Regions from separate parts of the Ovis aries genome. Here region 1 is linked to region 2. The links are chromatin contacts, called in public Hi-C maps. All regions are on one chromosome and are shown on one strand. The core of a region is the stretch at or near the end of the contact, and the rest is flanking DNA. Distances in the headings are between cores, read along the strand shown. Region 1 has its middle 56 kb from the start of CCN6. Region 2 has its middle 19 kb from the start of CCN6.

What was found. Hi-C and Micro-C count contacts between places; a contact is called where the count stands out from the background.
Region 1: a Hi-C map of tail adipose tissue shows a contact between it and region 2, with 2.6 times the contacts expected there. The contact joins two enhancer-like sites. A contact is called at or near these places in 6 of 16 Hi-C or Micro-C datasets (hypothalamus, liver, mesenteric adipose tissue and 2 more).

What each region holds. Positions count from the first base shown.
Region 1 is chr8:25,753,524-25,757,699 of ARS-UI_Ramb_v3.0, forward strand. No RefSeq gene overlaps it. Among named protein-coding and RNA genes, the nearest start is that of CCN6, 56 kb to the left of the region's middle. Within about 2 kb of position 2,033, at least 6 of the 54 cell types and tissues checked have an H3K27ac peak or open chromatin away from gene starts, as enhancers often do.
Region 2 is chr8:25,716,116-25,720,373 of ARS-UI_Ramb_v3.0, forward strand. No RefSeq gene overlaps it. Among named protein-coding and RNA genes, the nearest start is that of CCN6, 19 kb to the left of the region's middle. Within about 2 kb of position 1,941, at least 8 of the 54 cell types and tissues checked have an H3K27ac peak or open chromatin away from gene starts, as enhancers often do.

The DNA.
Region 1 (4,176 bases), core at 783-3,282, 38 kb after region 2:
ACACACAGTGTACATGAATCGCAATAAGTGAAGTGAAAGAGAAAGTCACTCGGTCGTGTCCGACTCTTTGCGACCCCATGGACTGTACAGTCCATGGAATTCTCCAGGCCAGAATCCTGGAGTGGGTAGCCTTTCCCTTCTCCAGGGGATCTTCCCAACTCAGGAATTGAACTGGGGTCTCCTAAAGAATCCTGCAGGCAGATTCTTTACCAACTGAGCTTTCAGGGAAGCCCAAAGCACAATAAAGCAAAGTGCAAAGAAACGAGCTGTGACTGGTGCTTCAACATGCTTCCATTAACAAATGCTCTATGACGGTTAATTTTAATATATGTCAATTTGGTATCTGGTTATTCAATAAAATGCTAATCTAGGCGTTTCTGTGAAGGCATTTGGTTGATGTGGTGAACATCTACAATAGTTGACCTTAAGGAGATGACCCTAAACAATGTGGGTGAGTCTTGTTCAATCAGCTGAAGGCCTTAAGAGCAAGAACAGGCTTCTCAAAGAAGAAATGCTGTCAAGACTATAATATCTATTTCCGCCTGAGTTTCCTAGCTGCTGCCTGCCCTACAGATTTAGGACTTTCCAGAACCCCACAAGCATGTGAGCCAATTCTTAAGTCTGTGTGTGTGTGTTCTCTGAAGAGCCCTGACTGACAGATGCATGTAAAGAACACTTTAGGTGTTCAGTGACATGCCAAGCATACACTATGAGAAAGGACACGTAAGATGATTCACTCCCCTCCAAAGAGTTATAAGTCATGGGAGAACCAAAACTACCTGCGCCTGCTCCTGCAGGTAACCGGAAGGAGCATGAGATGAAGAAGGTGGTTTGGAGGTTTGAGGAAGGAGAGAAGGCCATTAGTATCTGCTGGGTCAACACGCATTTTGGATGAATGGCAACCATGCCAGGCAAAGGCAGAGGGGTGTAGAAGGGGGACAGTGAGAACTGAAAGTGAGCCTGACCTTTCTCCAGCGGGGCTCTGCTTGCAGGGTGCAGCCCTTACCTGGATCACCATCTACTTCCAGGAAAAGCCCGCCCTTCCTGAGTGCTCCCTTCATCCATGCTACCATTTGCCTATTCCATGACAGAGAACTTCTGAGAAATCTTTGGTTCATTCCTAATCTTCATTAGTCCAGTTCATTAGCAAGTCCTGCTGCCACTTTCGTCTCTTACTATTGAGTCCTCCTACCTTTCTTTTGTACCGTCACAGCCTGAGAAGAGATACTGATAAATTCCCATGGGGACAATCCTCCACCACAGACTTCTTCCCTCTAAATCTGCTACCCTCCTGCACTGACCCTTGCCACCTCAACCAGAATTATCTTCCCCTACTGGTGTCATTTTTGTTTTTTTTTCTTTTTATTTATTGGAGTATAGCTGCTCAACAATGTTGTGTTATTTTCTGCTGTACAACAAATGAATCAGCTATAATATACATACGGCCCCTCCCTCCCACCCATCCACGTCATCAGAGAGCGCCAAGCTGAGCTCCCGGTGTTATGCAGCAACTTCCCACCCGCTGTGGTTCCACACATGGTGGTGTATTTACGTCCAACCTAATTTCCCGATTCATCCCACTCTCCTCTTCCCACCGTGTCCACACATACATTCTTTACGTCTGTGTCTCTACTCTTGCCCTGAAACTAGGATCATCTGTACCATTTTTCTAGATTCCACATACATGTGTTAATATAGAATATTTGTTTTTCTCTTTCTGACTTACTTCGCTCTGTGTGACAGACTCCAGGTCCATCCACGCCTCTGCAAATGACCCAGTTTCATTCCTCTTTATGGCTGAGTAATATTGTTTTTATTGAGCCGTCATTTTTATTTTACTTTTCTTACCCTTCTTGAGCTGGGATTCTAGCAGCTTTCCACATCACCAAAGACAGAGCCAAGGTGCTGATCGTTTGTTTCCAAGGCCAGGGAGCTTTAGCCACCTTTCCTCTTCGCTATGTCCCTCCCCCTTGGCCTGACCTTCTTCTTGCCCCAAACCTGTTCCTAAGCTGTGCCACAGGCTTAGCCAGGCCACCTGGGAAAACTTGCTGAACCGATCCAGTGCTCTCACAGGCTTCCCTGGCCCTGACTATGTGTAATTCCCACCACTCCCTTTATCTTCCTGTTCACGGGCTCACCCTCCTCTGTCACTCCCGATCCTGGCATATAAGTGTGATGTTAAGGGAGCACACAGGGCCAGGGACAACCTGAGCCCAGGATCTGGTTTGTCAGCTGTAAGATTGGCTCTTACTTGAAGCATCTGCTTAGGTCCGCGATCTAAAAGTGCAGGGAGGAGGAAGCACTCGTGAAACCAGGAAGGCTCAAGCACAGTGATGTGCTCACAGCTTTAAAAACAGCAGCCAAGGAGCTTCTCTGGGGGTCCAGTGGTTGAGAACCCACCTTCCCATGCAGGGGACTCAGACTGATCCCTGGTTGAGGAACTAAGATCACAGATTCCTTGGATCAACTAAGTCCTCAGGCCACAGCTACAGAGCCCCCATGCTCTGGAGCCTGCCCACAACAACAAAAGATCCCACATGCACCAACTAAGACCCAACGCAGTAAAAGATAAATAACTGAAAAAGTAAAACCAGTCATAAAAATGCAGCATTTCTACTTCGAAGTTTTGTTAAAAGGCAGGGGGTGGGGGCGATGCAGGAGGCAAACCCAGTTCTTATCGTAAAAACATCCTGTGAACGTAACAGCCTTCAGTGGGTTGAAGTTACAGGGAAATATATTCCCTCCCCAAACCCCAAACCCCTATTCCCATTGCAAAACAGCAAAGTCATGGACCAGGCACTGTGATTTTAGCCTTTCTCTGAACACTCTCCTCCTGGCTCCTGACAAGAGTTTGGAGATCATCCTTTGACCTCATTGTTCAGAGGGAACGAACACCATCAGCCTGTGAGCTAACTTGGCCTCAACATCACCCCTGAGACTCAAAACCCGGCTTCAGAAGGGTGGGAAGGGCTGGACACAAGGAAAGGAGAGAGAGAGGGCAGGAACCTCGCTGGCTGTTATTGGAAGGACCAGGTCAGGGGAAGGAAGTCTTCCATAGCCGATAGCCAGATGAAGAAATGGAGAGACAGCCGCCCCCAGAGAGCCGCTGCCACCGAGGAAGGCCGAGCTGGAGACCCTGAGTTTCCCCACAGACCCTGCCTGACGCCCCTCTCTGAGCATCCCCCCATCCCGATCCTCCCCTGCTCAACCCTCTCTCCAGTAGGTATACACTCTCCACAGTTAGAGAGGTTGATGCTAACCTGACTGAACTCTAAAAGCAACCAAGAAGGCTTAAAAAAAAAAAAAAAGTACTGGTGATCTACTTGGAGGAAATCTGCTGGAGAAATAAAAAGGTAACTCTTTGAGTAGCATCTACAGACCTGATGGCTGTGTGCTAATGCAAGTGAAACGAATCCTCCGTCCTGAGCTTGTCTACCCGGGAAAAACAAGGAGGAAACCGTCCGTCTTGCCTTTGTTTGCAGGGAATTTCAGAATTCCCATCTTTGCTCTTTTCATTCTGTGCTCTTAGCCAAACGCAAATCCGGAACCACACACTAGAGGTCGCTGCTCATTACGCTCCAACCTCATGTTGAAGGCGGGTGGGGGAAGGGCTGACCGCCTCTCTTCACTCAGTGGGAGGAACCTGCAGGCTCCGGCGGCTGGGAAATCTGCTTGGTCACACCCAGGGCAGGTATGTCAGGAGGCCGGAGCCCGCAAGTGCGTGCGTTGCTCTTCCTGACACAGGCCGAAGTATAACAAAGGAAAAAAGCAAATTGCCAAAGGTACTTCCAATTGTAAAGCACTGCCTAATTGGTGACCTTTAAAACGCTTGCCCTCTCCTCCTCAACTTACCAAATGGAACCACATCTTTCCAAGTGACCCACCATGAACAGTAAGAAGGACCTGGATAAAAAGCCAAGGTTTAAACAGACGGTACCAGCAGCGAGCCACCAGCAATGACACCACTGGGTTGGTATCCTCCCCAGCTGGTTCTGTGCCCAGAATATAAAACAGCTAAGAAATAAAATGACAAGACAACAAAGCAGATAACACTGGAAGCAATTACAGCCTCTCTCGATGCTGAGATTTCTAGAACTGCCACTCAAGGAGCGGTACGATTCTAATCGAAGGCCATTACCCATGAACCAGATCGCAGGCTGGCTGATTCCTATTATT
Region 2 (4,258 bases), core at 691-3,190:
AAAACTATCTTAAACAACAAATTCAAGAAGTGGGCTTTGGAACACACTGCTTCAGGGTATGATTTAAAATTTAAACTTTCCTGGATGCATTTCCTAATATTTTCAATACTGATATCATCATCCATGTCTTTTATTCAGTTGACTAGTGTTTTATGCTACTGCTGCTGCTAAGTCACTTCAGTCCTGTCCGACTCTGTGCGACCCCATAGACGGCGGCCCACCAGGCTCCCCTGTCCCAGGGATTCTCCAGGCAAGAACACTGGAGTGGGTTGCCATTTCCTTCTCCAATACATGAACGTGAAAAGTGAAAGGGAAGTCGCTCAGTCGTGTCCAACTCTTAGTGACCCCATGGACTGCAGCCTACTAGGCTCCTCCATCCATGGGATTTTCCAGGCAAGAGTACTGGGGTGGGGTACCATTGCCTTCTCCATTTTATGGGTGTCTACCTAATGCTCTGGACTATATCAGGTACTAGGAAGTATGAATTTGGTATCTGCTTCACATGAAACAAGTTAAGAATAACAGTGCCTAATTGAGCTGTATTATTAAAATACAATAAAATGTAATTCAATTTAAAAAATAAAGGAATAACAAGAGAGAGCTACTTGAGGCAAGGAGGCCTTCATGGAGGAAGCGGTACCTTCCTTGAAGACCTTGAATGAGTAGGATTTACACAGACATGCAACAGGGCAGAAGGAAGGGCATTTATAGCGGTGGGAACAGCATAAGACAAAACCTAAGAGCAGGAATGAGGGGGGTGGGGTGTGGTCCAGGGAGCAGAATGCAGTGTGGAGGACATGGCGTGGACGGGCCTGAATACAACACTGCTGCGGGGCGGGGGCAGCTGCTGCTAAGTCACTCAGTTGTGTCCGACTCTGTGTGACCCCATGGACTGCAGCCCACCAGGCTCCTCTGTTCCTGGGATTCTCCAGGCAAGAACACTGGAGCACGCTGCCATTTCCTGGGGGGCGGAGGGGGGAGTGCTGAGGGTATGCAAATAAAAACATTTGCTTATAAGGTAAAATCCAATTTCCCAATGAGATGAATTTTTTAGTTGGTAGCCGACCTGAATGTATAGGCTTGTCAGGCTACAGATGAACTAGCCAGTGTCTTCCTGTAATGCTTGTTAATGTGGTAATCTTACTGTCCCAGAGCAAGTTCTCTGCAAGCAGACTCTGAGAGGGAGTTTGGGGTGCACGATGTTCAACAGAGATCAACACCCACGAAAGGACGAGATGGGGAGGGGACTTGAGCATCTATGGATTTTGTTATCCACAAGAGGTTCTCAACCAACCCCTCATGGATACCGAGGGAAAACTGTCCATGACTGGTGTATTCCTAAGGAGTGGTTTTGTAGCCATTGTATAACTACAGACTCTGGTTGACAGTTCTCTGGAAGAGGTTTCAAGCCACAACAGAACACAGTGCCTACCTTCATGCCCTCCCACCTGTCCCAACAGTTTACTTTTTGTCAAAAACGAAAACCAAAGTTTTTCTCTCTGTTGTCACTTTGACCGCTCACTATGATGGAATCACAATTAGCCAAAGTTGCCTCCCGACCTCCGTGTTTGCAGGAACCACAGACTTACCAAATGCCTCCCACTTACTACTGCTTCCTTGGACCTAGGTATTGTCCTTGATCCTGCTTCCATTGTGATGAAAGTTTTTACTCGGGAGGCACGAGGACTGCGCTTTTTTGCTACTTTGATCTCTGTATTGGTTATCATGCTAGACATGGTAGATGTTCTATAAGAAACGTAGACATTGACTGGCTGGTTAGTTGGTTGGTGTATAAAAATCAATAAAGAGAACCTGCAACTAAAACAGAGCCAAGAGGCCAAAAGGGGGAACTCTCAAGCCCCTCCCACCAGAGCAGAGCTCAAAAGGAAGAAGAAAGACCTCCTCTTCTTGCCTGGCAAGAGCTAGGCCAACGAGCGACTGTCACACTCAGCCAATGAAAAACCACTATACTTTGAGCTCTCAGTTCCTCCAAAGGCCACCCCCACCCTAGCTTCCTCTCTGCATCTTCAGAAGAGTTCTCCCCTCTTTGCTGTGATGGGACTAGCATAGAGTTCACCAAGGTTGCAAAACTCCAGTTGTAATTCTTTGCTGACCTTGGAATAAACCCAATTTTTGTTGAAGAAATAACTTGCAGTCTATTTGTTTTAGGTCAGCAGTTGGTTGAGGCTCCACATATTAATCGAATTCTAGACTGCCTCTAGAAGGCAATGGCAGCCCTCTCCAGTACTCTTGCCTGGAAAATCCCATGGACAGAGGAGCCTGGTGGGCTGTAGTCCATGGGGTCTCGAAGTGAGACACAACTGAGTGACTTCACTTTCACTTTTCACGTTCATGCATTGGAGAAGGAAATGGCAACCCACTCCAGTGTTCTTGCCTGGAGAATCCCAGGGACGGGGGAGCCTGGTGGGCTGCTGTCAATGGGGTCACACAGAGTCGGACACGACTGAAGTGACTTAGCAGCAGCAGCAGACTGCCTCTGAGTTGCTCCTAGGTTTCAACCCCAGTACTTCTCTAACTTCACTGTGCACACAGATCACCTGAGTCTCTTACTAAAATGCAGGTTCTGATCTGGTGGGGCGAAGATGGGCCCTGACAGTCTGCATTGCTAACAAGCTCCCACGCTGACCACTTTTTGTAGAAGGCTCTTGGCTATGAAGGTGGCCCTGGGCCACTGTAGACTGACCTCTTCTGGGAACTTAGACACATACTCTAGATGATGAGACAGCCACTGCGGTCCAGAAAAGCAGGGAAGCTCAACACAACACGGCTTCAGGACAGTTCAAAACATCCGTAAACCTCACCTGACAGGGCCTAATGGCGAGGGGTGGATACTACATCGACAGCAAGGTTCTAGGACTTGGAGAAGCTGTGGCGCTTCTGTCAGTCAGCCCCTTCTCAGAGGAGGCTGTGGAGGAGGGGACACCAATTTTGGGAAGAATGAGGACTATTTTCTTACGAAGAACTCCCTAATTATGCAGTTAGAGAACCATGTGAGGCACATTCCTGGGCCTACACTGCTCTCATAAGAATTTCACTGTTAATTTTAAGAAGAGAAACAGCAATGCAACTTTCTCAACTCCCACGCCATTCACACACTGACTTTGTGTGCCAACTCAAAGCATACCCACTGGAAGTGAAAACAGAGTTAAAGCCAGCCCGTATATTGAAGCTTGTCAAGCTACAGAGCTATGCACGGGGGAGGACTTGGTTTTCTCTCTCTCATTTCAAAACAAAATTTTCCTTCTGTTGTTTCTTAAATTTACACCAGACTTAGATTTGTTAAATCAAAAATGTCAGAGCGCCAGTCGCCTAACACAGGCCGCTTCACATAGTAGGCGCTTGATCCACATTTGTTTATTGTCGGTCTGGTCTTTCCCACACTTCACAACTGACCTACGGACACAGCCTCTGATAAGAGCCCCTTGTGAACGAATCCATGTACCCACACTCTGGATGCTGCCCAAGCAAGTCGGTCAGTGATGGACTCTCCCGCTGGAAATGAGTGGGCAGCATGGATGGAGCTATTAGGCGACCAGCAGCAATGAGACTGCAAATCCAGCCAGCTTAGTCCCAGTGGAGCAGCGAACTCTAGATGGCAAGGGCTTTCAGAGTCTCTTGACTGTGACTCTTAGTAAGAAAAATAGTTTATCGCATCCCAGCACACACACTCACAATTGAAACAAGAGTTTTATAAAATCATCATCACTCCTGTTTTTGAATGATGGTCTCTTCTAATGCATCATTCAGACAACTCCCTAAACCACATTCTTTTCATGAATTTTTTTGATGTTTTTTGTTTTGCTGAATCGGCAGCATGTTCTTAGTTCTCCCTTAGTTGGATTCTCTTAGGAATCGAACTGGTGCCCCCTGCAATGGAAGCTGGGAGTCTTAACCACTGGACCACCAGGGATGTCCCATGAATTTTTCTTTAACAACAGCAAAAAGCTACAGGGCAGCCTTCTTCCTGATCTCACAGTTTCAAAGTACTATTTTAATAATTTCTTTTTCCTTCATCATCTGCACTCAGTGCATTGCTCCTATGGTTTTTCTTCCTATCGGTGAATTTTATTCTCCTCTTTTAAAACCTGGGGGAGCAATAGGAGCATAGAGTCTGGAGCCAGACTAACCTCCACGACTATGTGACCTGGGGGAAGTTACTTAACCTCTCTGTTTCTCATCTATAACAGGAAGATACTAACAAGGCTACTTCATAAAGCTGTTCCACGGATTTAGTGTT